Regions from separate parts of the Mus musculus genome. Here region 1 is linked to region 2. A link is a contact called in public HiChIP or PLAC-seq data. All regions are on one chromosome and are shown on one strand. The core of a region is the stretch at or near the end of the contact, and the rest is flanking DNA. Distances in the headings are between cores, read along the strand shown. Region 1 has its middle 160 kb from the start of Gm23860. Region 2 has its middle 71 kb from the start of Gm22473.

Region 1 (7,381 bases), core at 4,078-6,577, 1.4 Mb before region 2:
GTATATATGGAGGCCAGAAGTCAGCCCTGGGTGCCTTTCTCACTGACTGTCTTAGTAATTAGGGGTTTTTGTTTTTGTTTTTTGTGATGAAACACTATGACCAAAAGCAAGTTGGAGAGGAAAGAGTTCTTTTGGCTTATACTTCTATGTTGTTGGAACTCAAACAGGACAATAATCTGGAGGCAGGAGCTGATGCAGAGGTCATGGAGGGGTGCTGCGTACTGGCTTGCTCTTCATAGTTAGCTCATATAGAAAACATGAGGTAACCACAATAGGAAAAAATGTCTTCATAAGAAGGGTTCCACTTTACTAAGTACCATGGAGACTGTGTGTAGCAGGTCACCAAGGGAGATGGCCTGAAGCACAAACGCTGACACACTGGAAGCTATCATTTTTCATCAGAAAGCCTTTGGATTCAGGAACCCTTGAGGGATGGATTTCTTTCTTTCTTTCTTTCTTTCTTTCTTTCTTTCTTTCTTTCTTTCTTTCTTTCTCTCTCTCTCTCTCTCTCTCTCTCTCTCTCTCTTTCTTTCTTTCTTTCTTTCTTTCTTTTGAATTTGAATTTTTTTACTTAGATATTTTCTTCATTTACATTTCAAATGCTATCCCCTTTCCTAGTTGCCTCTCTGAAGAAAATCCCCTCCCCCTCCCCCCTCCCCCTGCTCTCCATAACACCCACTCCTGCTTCCTGGCCCTGGCATTCCCCTATACTGGGGTATAGAATCTTTGTAAGACCAAGGGCCTCTCCTCCCATTGATGGCCAACTAGGCCATCGTCTGTTACATATGCAGCTAGAGACACACCATGTGTTTTCTTTGATTGGTGGTTTAGTCCTAGGGAGCTCTGGGTGTACTGGTTAGTTCATATTGTTGCTCCTACTATAGGTTTGCAGACCCCTTTAGCTCCTTGGGTACTTTCTCTAGCTCTTTCAGCGGGGACCCTGTGCTCCATCCAATAGATGACTGTGAGCATCTACTTCTGTATTTGCCAGGTACTGGCATAGCCTCACAGAGACAGCTATATCAGGGTCCTGTCAGCAAAATCTTGCTGGCATATGCAATAGTGTCTGGGTTTGTTCGTTGTTTATGGGATGGGTCCCCAGATGGGGCAGTCTCTGGATGGTCCTTCCTTCAGTCTCAGCTCCAAACTTTGTCTCTGTAAATCCTTCCAAGGGTATTTTGTTCTCCATTCTAAGAAGGAATGAATAACCTACACTTTGGTTTTCCTTCTTTTTGAGTTTCATGTGTTTTGCAAATTGTATCTTGGGTATTCTGAGTTTCTGGGCTAATATCTACTTATCAGTGAGTGCATATCATGTGTGTTCTTTGTGAATGGGTTACCTCACTCAGGATGATATACTCCAGATCCATCTACTTGCCAAAGAATTTCATAAACTCGTTGTTTTTAATAACTGAGTAGTAGTACTCCATTGTGTAAATGTACTACATTTTCTGTATCTATTCCTTTGTTGAGGGACATCTGGGTTCTTTCCAGCTTCTGGCTATTATAAATAAGGCTGCTATGAGCATAGTAGAGCATGAGTCCTTATTACAAGTTGGAGCATCTTCTTGGTATATGGCCAGTAGTGGTGTTGCTGGATCTTCTGGTAGTACTATGTCCAATTTTCTGAGGAACAGCCAAACTGATTTCCAGAGTGGCACAGAGCTAAACAAAGAATTCTCAACTGAGGAATACTGAATGGCTGAGAAGCACCTGAAAAAAATATTCAACATCCTTAACCATCAGGGAAATGCAAATGAAAACAACCCTGAGATTCCACCTCACAGCAGTCAAAATGGCTAAGATCAAAAATTCAGGTGACAGCAGATGCTGGCGAGGATGTGAAGGAAGAGGAACACTCCTCCATTGCTGGTGAAGGATTTCTTAAATAGGATATTTACAAAGCTAGTAGAAGAGGAAATACCAAAACCACTTTGTTCTTTTAGTTGAGAGAGACAGGAAGAGAAAAGAATACATGAGCAACAGCAGAACACATGAGGGATTCAGATTTTCAAATCACCTAGATGGGTGGTGTTTGGCCTGAAATCATAGCAGTCACACGGCAGCCACTGGAGAGCAGAAACAGGGATTGTTATGAAACCCTGGAACGGTGGCACCTGTCTGTAACCAATCACAACACAAGGGATGCTAAGGCAGAAGAACCAGAAAAGCCCAGCCAAGGCTTCATAGCAAGTTACAGGCCAGCCTGAACTGCAGAGTTAAACTCCATTGGGGAAAAATATGAAATTGGTATAAATTGCTTTTGATACAGATTTTGTATTCTGGAACTGTTAATTATACTTGATAACAGTATCCAAAGTGAATAATATAAAGATGTTCTATGAAGGGTTATTTGTAAAGTAGAGGAGCTAGTAGAACTCAGAGCCATGCAGACATACCTTCTGTGCAAATAGAGAACCCCTGAAAGTAAAGACAACAGAAATCACGTCATGCCTCTGCCTGTGGGGCAGAGCGAAGCTAGAGATAAGCAAAAGAAAGTCTGTGAAGAAAGAAGTGAAGTCAATCAAGATTAGAAGCCCTGCTTTTCTCTTCTCCACCGAATATATTCATGGTTTCTTTATCCTGCAATAATGTACCACAGAGGCACTGGAATACGAAGAGATAGCAGACAAGAATATGAACAATGAACTCATTTTTTTTTCTCGGTTCTTCTAAAATTGGTCTTCAGGAGAGTGAAAAGGAAGGTTTGATTGCTACCTCTGAGCATCTCTCTAGAATTCAAATGGAGACTTGCTTTCCCTCTGAATGATCTAAAGCATGAAAAAAAAAATCCCAGCTTATAGGAGACTCTTGTTCTTTTCTTGAAAATAATATTATAATGAGGTTGGTGGAAGTTTGAATTGTACAGGTTAAGCATTAATCCTAAGCAGGACACATGATTAAAAACTCAAATCTCACTGAAATTTAACTGATACCCCTTGTTGAGCGTAACGTCAGATCAAGAATCATTATCATTTGCTTTGGAGACTTTGGTGTGGTTGCTATGACAACAAAACTTTAGGGCACTGTAGTCTACATCGAATCACGAAATGACAGATGGCCTATTATGGAACTGTACATATTTGGCGATGAAAAGAAAATACATCAATCTGAAGTTCATTCATTCATTGTGCTGATGTGGAAGAGCAGAGCTATGATAACAGAGTTGGGGAAGAAGCAGCCACCAGAAAGGGAAGGTTAAAACGAAGCTTTATTCATCACGAGCGGATGTTAACTGCCTTGAAGGCTGCTGACAGATTACTGTCCCTTCCCAGCCAGGCACAGAATTCTACATTAGCGGATCTGGTTCAGCACCATTGAGGAAAGCTTCCTCTATTACAATTAGTTAGAATCCCGAGTGAGGCTGACTGAAGACTGGCGAGCAGAAGGCGATTGAGTGTAGGTGGGAAGAGTTTGCTCTTTCCTTCCCAATGCTTTGGGGGCTCAGACAGGATGCTGGGAGAGGAATATGACGACGTGCTCAGAGATAGAATTAGACATCAAACTGAATAACTCGAAAACTAAAACACATTGTGTGAAGGGCTGAGCCTTGATGGTCCTTAAAATGTCCACTGTGGATACCATGATATCTAGCTGGAAGTTCTGCTTAAGCCTGTGAGCCCACATTTTAAATTCCAAACTATTGGTTATCCAGACAGCGAGGGGATTGTTTCTAGGGACTCTGGTCATTTTTAAGATACCTGAGTACCTGTAGCTCTCTACTTATCATCTGTCTCTTTTCTCAGGTTTTGTTTCCTTCCTCAGACCTGCCCCATACTTCTATTTATAAATTGCTCAACGCTTGGCAGTGGGTGAGTCATACATCATGCCATAGGCTGTCTGTTAATAGAAATGGACATATTATCCTGTTTTTAAGTATAAAGAAAAAGGAAATAGAGAAAAAAGTCTTTGTGGCCTCAAGGAAAAAGCAAAGAAGAATCTTGTAAGCTGAGGTCTGATGATGGTTGAAAAGTCATCCTTTGTCGAAATAGTTTGCTGATGTTGAAGGCAGTAGGCACCTTTCCTTAGAAGTCATCATGACTCAGTGTTTGGCCTTATAGTTGATGTGTTATCAGGAAGCTTAATTATTAGATGTGAGCTTTGTCTAAGTGGATGCAAGGGTTTACCCATGAGGCCCTGGTTCGGAATTTGTGTTTTGCTATCTGAGTTGAGCACATGATGCTCTCCAACTTCTGCATAGGAAACCCCTCATTCTTTAAACCTGAAAAAAATTGTGTAGTAGAGTCAGCAAATCAATCACAAAATTGGACCCTACAATAGGTGAATACGAAAGACGAAGCCAGTATGACCACATTTATTCTTTTACATGGCGTCTTGGCATGATTTTAGGGCACTGCCTTTTTCTCTAAGATTCCTATTTAATTAATGGAAGCATAAAGTTTGTTGGAATGAGGAAAGGAGGCTATTTTTCCTTTCTTGAGGTCCTAAAGAAAATCTAACCTGCTTTGCTGAAGATACTCACATTTTAACAGCACAGCATGGATTACGAAGTTTTGCTGGTTAAAATTTCTGTTATATGACTTGAACCATTTAAAAAAAACAACCTTGGCCATGGGAAGGTATTTGTATATATTTGTATGTGGTATGGAAAACAGACACAGACATACACAAACACACACACACACACACACACACACACACACAGACACACACACACACACACACACACACACAAGCACACACACACATATACACACACTATTCATTTTCCGAATGCTGGAGTGTTGTAAAATTCTGTTTTCTTTTCATTTCTGGATGTTGTAAATAAACTGAATCTATACAGTAGGCTTTTGTCAAACTCCCAGAATGACAATTTTATTTTATAGCATACCCTAGAGTGACAGCCAGAAACTGTTCTGCACCACCTCAGTACAAACAAAATTAGCTTTTCACAATATTTTTGCAGATGTTAAAGGTCATTAATAGAATGAAACCAGATGACTAAAGCAACACATTCAGAATGATTGGCCTTCATTTTTCTTCCTGGCTTAAAGACACAGAGACCCCTTTCTCTCCTACTTGGCTACATTTCACATTTTTTTTTTCCTAGTTACTTAATGGCTTCCAAAATCATAAAAGTAAAAGTGGCAGGGTATGTAGTTCTTGGCACATGCCTTCTTCCTTGTTTGACAGAGGTAGAATTTTATTAGACAAAAATAGTGTTAACTGTGTTTTGTTTTAAACACTCTGTGTTAACAATTGCTGGGATGTTCTGTTTTCCCCAGTGAAGCTTTTGTTATGAATGACATGCGATCTCCATCCCGCTGCAACAACCACGAGAGGAGAGGAAGTTAACTGCATGGGGCGCTACTAGACTTCTGTCAGAAAGGAAGTGGGTGAGAGGGCACCAGTCAGTCTTGCAGCTTAATTATTGTATTCTTGTTCAGGTTGCTGGCATGCTAGCCATTTATCTTACGTCCTATCTCAAATCTTATAGTATTTGGACCATAGGTAAAGAAACTACAGTTTATATAAATGGATGTACCTATGCCAGCCATAGCCACAGATCAATTTGGAATTAGTATAACGTCTAAAATGATCCTTTACTATTTAGTAGGCAAATATTTGGAAACTAACGTTCATCATATGGTGAACAGAATGAAATAAAATACAGCTCACTTCATTTCTTAGAGAAAATGAAATGGTAGTGTAAATATGGTTCTCATTTTTCAGATATTACAGTTTGAATTTGAAATATCCCCCAAAGGTCCATGTGTTAAAAGCTTAATCTTCAGGCTGACCCAATTGGGAGCTGGTAGAACCCCTTTTTTTAAAAAAAGAAGGCTGGGCCTAGTGAGATGGTGGGCTATTGAGGATACATTCCTAAGAGAGGTGTTAGGACAGTCTATCCCCACTATATTCTTGTCAGCCACCATGAGATGAGCAGCAATAGGGGTGGGGTGGTAGTCTTTGAAAGAGTGACTCACAATGAACCTTGGTTCTGCTTAATTTGTCCATAGTATATAGTTTCAGGGATGGAAAACTGAGGAGTCCATCAGAGTTCCTTGTGGGCAAGCAATGCAGAGGTACAGGCATGGAAAATACAGTAAGTTATTCAATAAAACTGACTCATCTGCGGAAGGGGCCTGTGAATGGTAGGTGTGTGGATACAGATGTGGGGAGGGTTACTGTGATACAGGGAAGGTGAAACTATTAGATGACTTAGAGTGAGGAAATAAGCATCCTTCTGTCTTGAGTATCCTGGAACCACAAGGCTAGCTATGGAATCCTGAAAGAATCGGCTGTATAGCAACCGCGTAAAAAACAAAAACAAAACAAAACAAACCAAAACAAACCTCATTGAGGTTCTACTGCACCTCAGCCTCTGTTTGGGTTCTGAGAGAACAGTGGAGTACTGAGTGCAAAGGAGTTCCTAGATCAAGTTAAATGAGGTGGGAAAACCTATCTTAAACATGGGTGGCACCACTCCATGGACTGAATAAAAAGGAAACGGCAAGCTGATTATCAATATTCACCCTTCTCTTTGTCCTGGTCACCGATGAAATGTAGCCCCCTGCCTCATGCCATTGGTATCACCATTTCATGACTGTGATGGACTGTATCTCCCAACAGGAAGCCAAGACAAACACTTCTTTCTTTAAGTTGCTTTTCTTAGGGGTTTGGTCACAAAACCAAGAAAGGTAATGAATATAGGTTCGGACAAGTGAATGAATGTAGAGACCTGTAGTTTATGAGCAAGTGCAGGACATGGCATCAGAGTATGTCACTGTGGAAGTGGGAGCAGAGGCTAAGAGCAGTTGAGAATGTTTAACATTAGCAAAAGGACAGCACTGGGCTCTAGGGATTCCCAAAACTCACAGTTTCATGAGAAAAGAGGAGGGACAAATAAAGATGAGTAAGTAAAGCCATGTTCAAGGAGTTGAAACAGGAGAGATTATTGTCCTCTGAGCTCATTCTTTTCCGTGGAAGCAGGTATCCTCACATTATGCTACCCTGGAACACCAGGGAGGAACTCCTCTGTATGCCTTTGCTTTGCCTATCTAAGATCATTGCTGCAGAACCAAGAGTGATAATACTTCTTGATTTGCACAGGTATCAATGGAATCCATACAAATATGATGTTTCATCTCTAAATGAAAAATTGCAGAACAAAATAAAAATTTCCTTAAGCACTGTAAATGAAAGGAGTATGCAATTTAAAATGTCATACTTCAGGTGTAGTAGGTAAGTGAGATTCCTATAATCAATCAGTCAAAGAAAACTATTATTCTTGGACTATGTGAAAGTAGATAAGCTTAAAATATAATATTTTAAGAATAACAGGAGAATGATGATAGATGAAAAATTACCTTTTATATCAACATATTTGGTTCTCAAATAAATTTAGTGTTATTTCCTT
Region 2 (6,700 bases), core at 3,457-5,956:
TGTGGGTGCTTTCTCTGCCTCTCTGAGCTAGCAGGCTTTCATAATAGCACCTAGCTTTCCAGGTCTTCATTGGTAAAACTAAACTGAGATTTTGTTAAAAATACCAAGAATCAGGGCTGGAGAGATGGCTCAGTGGTTAAGAGCACTGTCTGCTCTTCTAGAGGTCCTGTGTTCAATTCCCAGAAAACATGCGGTGGCTCACAACCATTTGTAATGAGATCTGATGCGCTCTTTGTGGGGCTGGAGCAGGCAGGGCTAAAGCAAGAAGATAAATAAATAAATAAATAAATAAATAAATAAATAAATAACAAGAATCCCTTGGAAGAGGAGGCAAAATGAGACAAGGAGCCTTCCTACCTGTCCCCAACCCACATAACCCTTCTATGCCACTGTATGTGTGTCACTGTGGATATGGGCTTATCCTTAGACCCTTATCCTAGATGCCTGGAAGCTAGTATTCTACTAGAAACCTTCAGATGAAGATGTAGAACTCTCAGCTCCTCCTGTGCCATGCCTGCCTGGATGCTGCCACGCTCCTGCCTTGATAATAGTGGACTGAACTTTTGAACCTATAAGCCAGCCCCAATTAAATGTTGTTCTTATAAGAAAGAAAGAAAAAAAAAAAAGAAGCAAGCTGTGTATCCATTTTAACATCTAATAAAACAGACTTCAAATCAAAACCAATCATAGGGAAGAACACTACATACTCATTAAAAGAAAAAAATCTACCAAGAGGATATTGCAATTCAAAGTATTCATGCACCAAACAAAAGGGAATGCAAGTTCCTAAAAGAAACACTAATACAGCTTTAATCACATATTGATGCCCACACACTGATAGTGGGTGACTTCAATACCTGACTCTTACCAATAGACAGGTCATTCAAACAAAAACTAAACAGATAAAGACAAGTTAAATAAAATCATAAATAAAATGGGCTTTCCACCAAAACACTTAAAAATATATATTTTAACACCTCATGGCACTGTCTTCAAAGTTGATTGTGTATTAGTACACAAAGGAAGTTTCACAGATACTTTAAAAATTGAAGTAGTACCTCTATCCTATCTGCCCCTCATGGATGAAAGCTGAACATCAACAATAGAAATGGAAGAAACGACACAAATTCATGAAAGCTCAACTCACTACCAAATAAAAACTGTATGACGACAGAAATTAAAAGATTTCAACGGGGAAATATATTATTTGCTGGACTAAAGACATTCGTGTGATATTTTGGCAAAGAATCTGACTGCTTTGCTCTTGTCATAATAATTTGCCTGAGACTGAATTGATAGATTTTCAGTTAACCTCATCAGTGAAAGAGATTTCAAGACAGGCTAGTATTGACTGTATTGTGTTGCTATTTATATATATTTATATAAATATAAATATATTTTTATATATTGAACATATATATTTATATATATTTACATATATTTAAATATATATAAATGTTCATTCAAGTAATATAAAGAGAAATACGAATGTACAGTTTGTGGAGAAAAATAAGCTCCAGGAAATATAACGTAGCCAAGTCCTGTGCTCAAGGAAATAAAAAAAATTTAGAGAAAGGTCTGATTCAACATTGAATATGGTACCCCCAGGGCAAGACCTCACCCAGCTATACTTCCAAGTAATTAAAGAAAAAGTTAATTCACAAAAGAAATCATCAACAACAGAGAAGCCGTTGCATGAAACTATAAAGGTGAAACCTGGATTCCATTGGAGAGCCCCATATTTTGGAGATGCCAGTAAGATACCTTGCCAAGGAAAGCTACATACAGGGTATTGAGCCAGCCCAAGAGAAAGAAGTGTGCTACAGACAGTAAAGCTGACAGGGAAGGCTCATCGAAGCCCATGGACATCAGACATAGATAGAACTGCAGAGTTTGGAGGTGCTCTGCTGGGTTTCATTCTGGCTATGGTCCAGGATTTCTTCACTATGCTTGCTTCCTTCCTCTTTGGACTGTTAATATATATCCTCTACTGATGTATTTTGTAAATGTATTTTGTATTATGATATGGCTACAACCCTATAGGGGTCAATGAGAGGAATGTGGTGGTTTAAATGAGAATAGCACTATCAACTTGTATATTTGAATATTTGGTCCCCAATTGATGAGTGATAATGGAGACCAGTACTAAGAAAGCTACCTCAGGAAGGAGGTAGGTGTGGGACTCCAGAGAAAGCAGTGTCTGGTGGCCAGCTCATCCCTCGGAGCTTCACAGTGTACCTACCATTGTCCAAGCCCTGGGATAGGCATGAGCAACCAAATCAAGAGAATACTTTGTGCACTAAACTCACTCTGAGCAATTTATTCAATCTTTCAATTTTGACACAGAAATTCAAATTTCAGTTATAGACTCAGTGCCTGACTTTTCTCCTCTGTGCATTATTAAAATACAAAACAAAACAAAACAAAAGATGTGGAGAGAAAATATCTTTAGAGTCAAACATGAAAATATTTTCCTCTTTAGACTTGGTCAAAAAGAAATACAAGGTCTTAGCAACTCTTCTATGTTCTAGCCTAATAAAATTGGTTTTTATTTTAGATGTGTAGAAGACGTATATTACAAAGGCAATGTTTCATTTTGTCTGCAAGGATGTTTCTGCATCACGAGAGTACCATTAAAGATGGAAACTCTTCGATTCATAGCTTTTCAATTGCATTTTGTTGAATTTTAAGAAATACACACTGTGATGATTTCTTATTACTCTATTTTATAAAATTTACATGAAATACAAATGTAGCTCACAGACCACTTCCTGGATGAGTTAAGGTTAGATTTCATATTGATTTCAGCATTCACTGATGTCTGTTCAAGAAACACCAGGATAAGCCTAGAAAAAGAACCACGTTTTATGTGAGAGAGTTTTTGTCTATATCTAATTATTTTTTAAATTCTCATAAGCACAATATTTCTTTTTGTTTCTTATGGGTAGGATTTAAAAACGGACAGACAACTGAAATTGCTTAAGATGGTTCAGCACAGCTTAAAGACTTTTATTTTTCCCCCATTCTTGAGGAAAGTAACTACCATCTGAAATAGGTGGGCAGAGTCCGGGAACCTTCACAAGGGAGGAAGGCAGTACGAAGCACAGTGGAGCACTGGCATAAAAGTTACAGCAGTGGAATTTAAAATCACATATATTGCCGATTTTATTTTTACATCATATTTTATTTTATTTTGCTTCATTTTATTTTTCCAGACAAGGTGGCTTAGTTAGGGTTTTATTTCCGCGAAAAATCAGCATGACCACAGCCACACTTATAAAGGAAAACATCTCATCAGGGCTGGCTTACGTTTCAGGGGTTTAATTCATTGTTCTCACAGAGAAGATGGCATGGGGGCAGACACGGGGCTGGAGCAGGAGCAGGGGCTGAGAATTCTACACTAAGACAAAGTGACAATGGGCCTGGCTTAAGCTTCTGAACCCCCCAAGTCCACACCCTAGTGACACACTTCCTCCAATAAGGGCACACCTACTCCAACAAGACCACACCTCCAGTAATGCTTCCCTCTATGATTCTAGGGGGGCTGTGATCCTGGCTGTCCTGGAACTTGCTATGTAAATGAAGCTGGCCTTAAACTCACAGAGATCCTCCTTCTACGTTCTGGGATTAGAGATGTGTGCCCCCATGTCCTGCTATGATGTCTGATTTAAGATGTTATGTTCTTGGGGCTGGAAAGACAGATCAGTGATAAAAAACAAAAAACAAAAACAAACAAAAAAAGAAAAAACACAAGTGCTTTCTAAAGACCTAAGTCTAGTTTCTAGCACCTATATCTTGAGGCTCCCTACAATCAAGTTCAGGGCATCTGACACCTTCTTATGGCATGTAAAGGAACTACAGAGAAGTGCTAATACTTACACAGACATGCACATACACATATAACTGTAGACTAAACTTTTTAAAGAAAAGAACGAGATAATCTTGATTCATTTATGGGTGTACAATATACCATCATCTTCATAAACAGAATAACCAGGCCGTGTATTGTGGAAACAGAAGACTTTGATGCCTCCCATTGTCAGCAAAGAGATCCTAGAGACTCTTCTGCATTCCCACACTCCACCCCTCCTAGTCTAGACTCTCTTGCCTTTGCTCACTCCTGAAAAGCCCTAGAAAAGGGCCTCATTCTGTTCAGAGAGGTGAGCAAAGGCCACCCCAGCCATGAGAGCCTGGAGCAGAAATATCTTGAGTTCAAGACCAGCCCTGATACAGCAAGCAACGGGGCTTCCTCCAAGAAGGAAAGCAGCATCTATGCTACTGTCACCCCTAGTCCTGGGCTGCAGAACTGCATCCGGGCCAGATGCCTGGATCAAAGGTCCTGACCCTTTCCGTTTCTGTTCGGAAGGACTGTGCTGCAAAACGCGCCTTGTCCCATCCCTCACACACTATAATTCCATTGAAAATTTTGGGTTTGTGTTTCCATCAAGTCCCCAATACCTTATAGACAAAATTATTTCTCTCCCTAGGGCTCATAAAAGTCATCAAAGAAACACAAGGCAAGAAGACATGAAAGCTTGGCTGGTCCTAGAGTTAGAAGACATTCTTTGTAATTTTCACAAATAACCATAATTCTTTAAGAGTTTTGAACCCTTTTCCCTACCGAATATGTCTAAAGTCCTAAACCTTAACAAACCTTTACAATTCCCTAGGACTGTATAAAGTGAAAGCTTATTAACGTATCAGAGAAGACCTGCATTCTACGTTAGCTTAGCGCCACCAAGTGGGCATCAGGGGAAAAGTCACTGTTGGGAGTGATTTTTTTGTTTTCGTTTTTTTAAAAAAAATCTTTACCTTGGCCCCCTATTAACTGCCTGGAAGCATATACTGAAAATGGAGTAAATTCAGAAAAATCTTGACTTTTAGTTTCACATTCCATATGGTAATAATAAAAGAAATTGGCTTACATTTTCTGCAAAATCTGATGAAGCAGATTGTCATTGTCAACAAATTCCATTAAAAATTGTTCTGTCTCCAACACTTGTCATAAAAACATGACTAGAAGTTTAGCAGGACCCAGGTTTCTGCTATCATGAATACTATGTATTTAAGTGCACCTTCGTTGGATATTTCTTGAGGTTATAAAATTATTATTTGTCCCAAAAGACTGACTGTCATGTTCCCTTTATGGATACACAAATGTATAATTATAAAGTACTGATAATGCCTGTGTTCTGAAATACAACATTCTCAGGACACGAAAAGTGACCCTCTTCTCTTTGCTCACAATGTAATGACATTAGGTTCTGGGAATCCTAAGTAAATAAGATGTTTTAGGTTATAGAAATGGGATCACAGAGCATGTCCCCTCTTGGTGCACCTTGAAAGACCGTGTGTGGTCTAAGCCTGTTTTTTCCTGGGCAACTAGAGAATCTTGAGGCTCATCTACATTGGATAATGTAGTTTTATGATATATTTATATCATATACATTTATCCCTGAAAAGGTATATAATATATGTATATATATTATAAATAGATAGATAGATAGATGATAGATAGATGGTAGATAGATAGATAGATAGATAGATAGATAGATGATTGATAGATAGATAGATAGATGATAGATAGATAGATAGATAGATGATTGATAGATAGATAGATAGATAGATAGATAGATAGATAGATAGATAGATACTCCCTATAAGGATCACTTATTTATTCTGTTACAGGTTGGTGTGTGGGTACTTCCAATGTGAGCAACTTTTGATAATGCTCTAAGAACCTCTTCTGACATGTGACATTATACTACTTAGCACAAACTTTTAAGTAGGTATAAAATGTAGAAAGCTGTCAAAGGACACATATTTTTAATTTTTCCAGCCTAGTGTTAGTAGTGTATAAATTCACATTTCCTAACAGAAATTTAAGAGCACCTGGGAGGCCATTTTCTGCCCAACATTTGTATTGCTTGGTTTCTTCTTCATTTCTTTTTGGTGGTATGCCATATTTATTTTGAAGTCTTTTTTTAAAATAAAATATGGAAATATTTTATTTAAAATTATTATATTAATTATTAATATGAATATTTATATTTTATAGATATAAAACGATTATATTTATTTGAGTAAAGTACTTTTGTGGCCTCTTATTTATTCTCTCTACTTTTTCCATTTTTTATTAGGTATTTAGCTCATTTACATTTCCAATGCTATACCAAAAGTCCCCCATACCCACCACCCCCCACTCCCCTACCCACCCACTCCCCCTTTTTGGCCCTGGCGTTCCCCTGTACTGGGGCATATAAAGTTTGCAAGTCCAATGGGCCTCTCTTTGCAGTGATGGCCGACTAGGCCATCTTTTGATACATATGCAGCTAGAGACAAGAGCTCCGGGGTACTGCTTAGTTCATATTGTTGTTCCACCTATAGGGTTGCAGTTCCCTTTAGTTCCTTGGGTGCTTTCTCTAGTTCCTCCATTGCGGGCCCTAGAAAAATTATTGCTATACTTTCTAGATAAAATAATATTTTAAAATGAAAGGTTCAATTAAAAATACATTCATTATACTTAATGATACTTACATATCATATGATTGATTTAAAATGACCAACATCTCAGTAATAGACAACTTTCTTTCCAAAAATGCTGGCTGTATGCAAGCATCTTTCCTTCATTTACTTTAAACACTCCACTAGTAGTATTGATTAATTTTTACTTTCATTTGCATTTCAAATTACCAATTAT

What was found. HiChIP or PLAC-seq counts read pairs in DNA pulled down with a chosen protein or histone mark.
Region 1: a RAD21 HiChIP or PLAC-seq map of pro-B cells shows a contact between it and region 2, with 60 times the contacts expected there. The contact joins two enhancer-like sites. A contact is called at or near these places in 1 of 15 datasets of contacts at CTCF or cohesin (pro-B cells) and 3 of 484 Hi-C or Micro-C datasets (all in cortical neurons).

What each region holds. Positions count from the first base shown.
Region 1 is chr4:7,975,812-7,983,192 of GRCm38.p6, reverse strand. No RefSeq gene overlaps it. Among named protein-coding and RNA genes, the nearest start is that of Gm23860, 160 kb to the right of the region's middle. Within about 2 kb of position 5,327, at least 17 of the 459 cell types and tissues checked have an H3K27ac peak or open chromatin away from gene starts, as enhancers often do. A contact at or near this core is called in pro-B cells, where this site is marked.
Region 2 is chr4:6,559,792-6,566,491 of GRCm38.p6, reverse strand. No RefSeq gene overlaps it. Among named protein-coding and RNA genes, the nearest start is that of Gm22473, 71 kb to the left of the region's middle. Within about 2 kb of position 4,706, at least 7 of the 459 cell types and tissues checked have an H3K27ac peak or open chromatin away from gene starts, as enhancers often do. A contact at or near this core is called in pro-B cells, where this site is marked.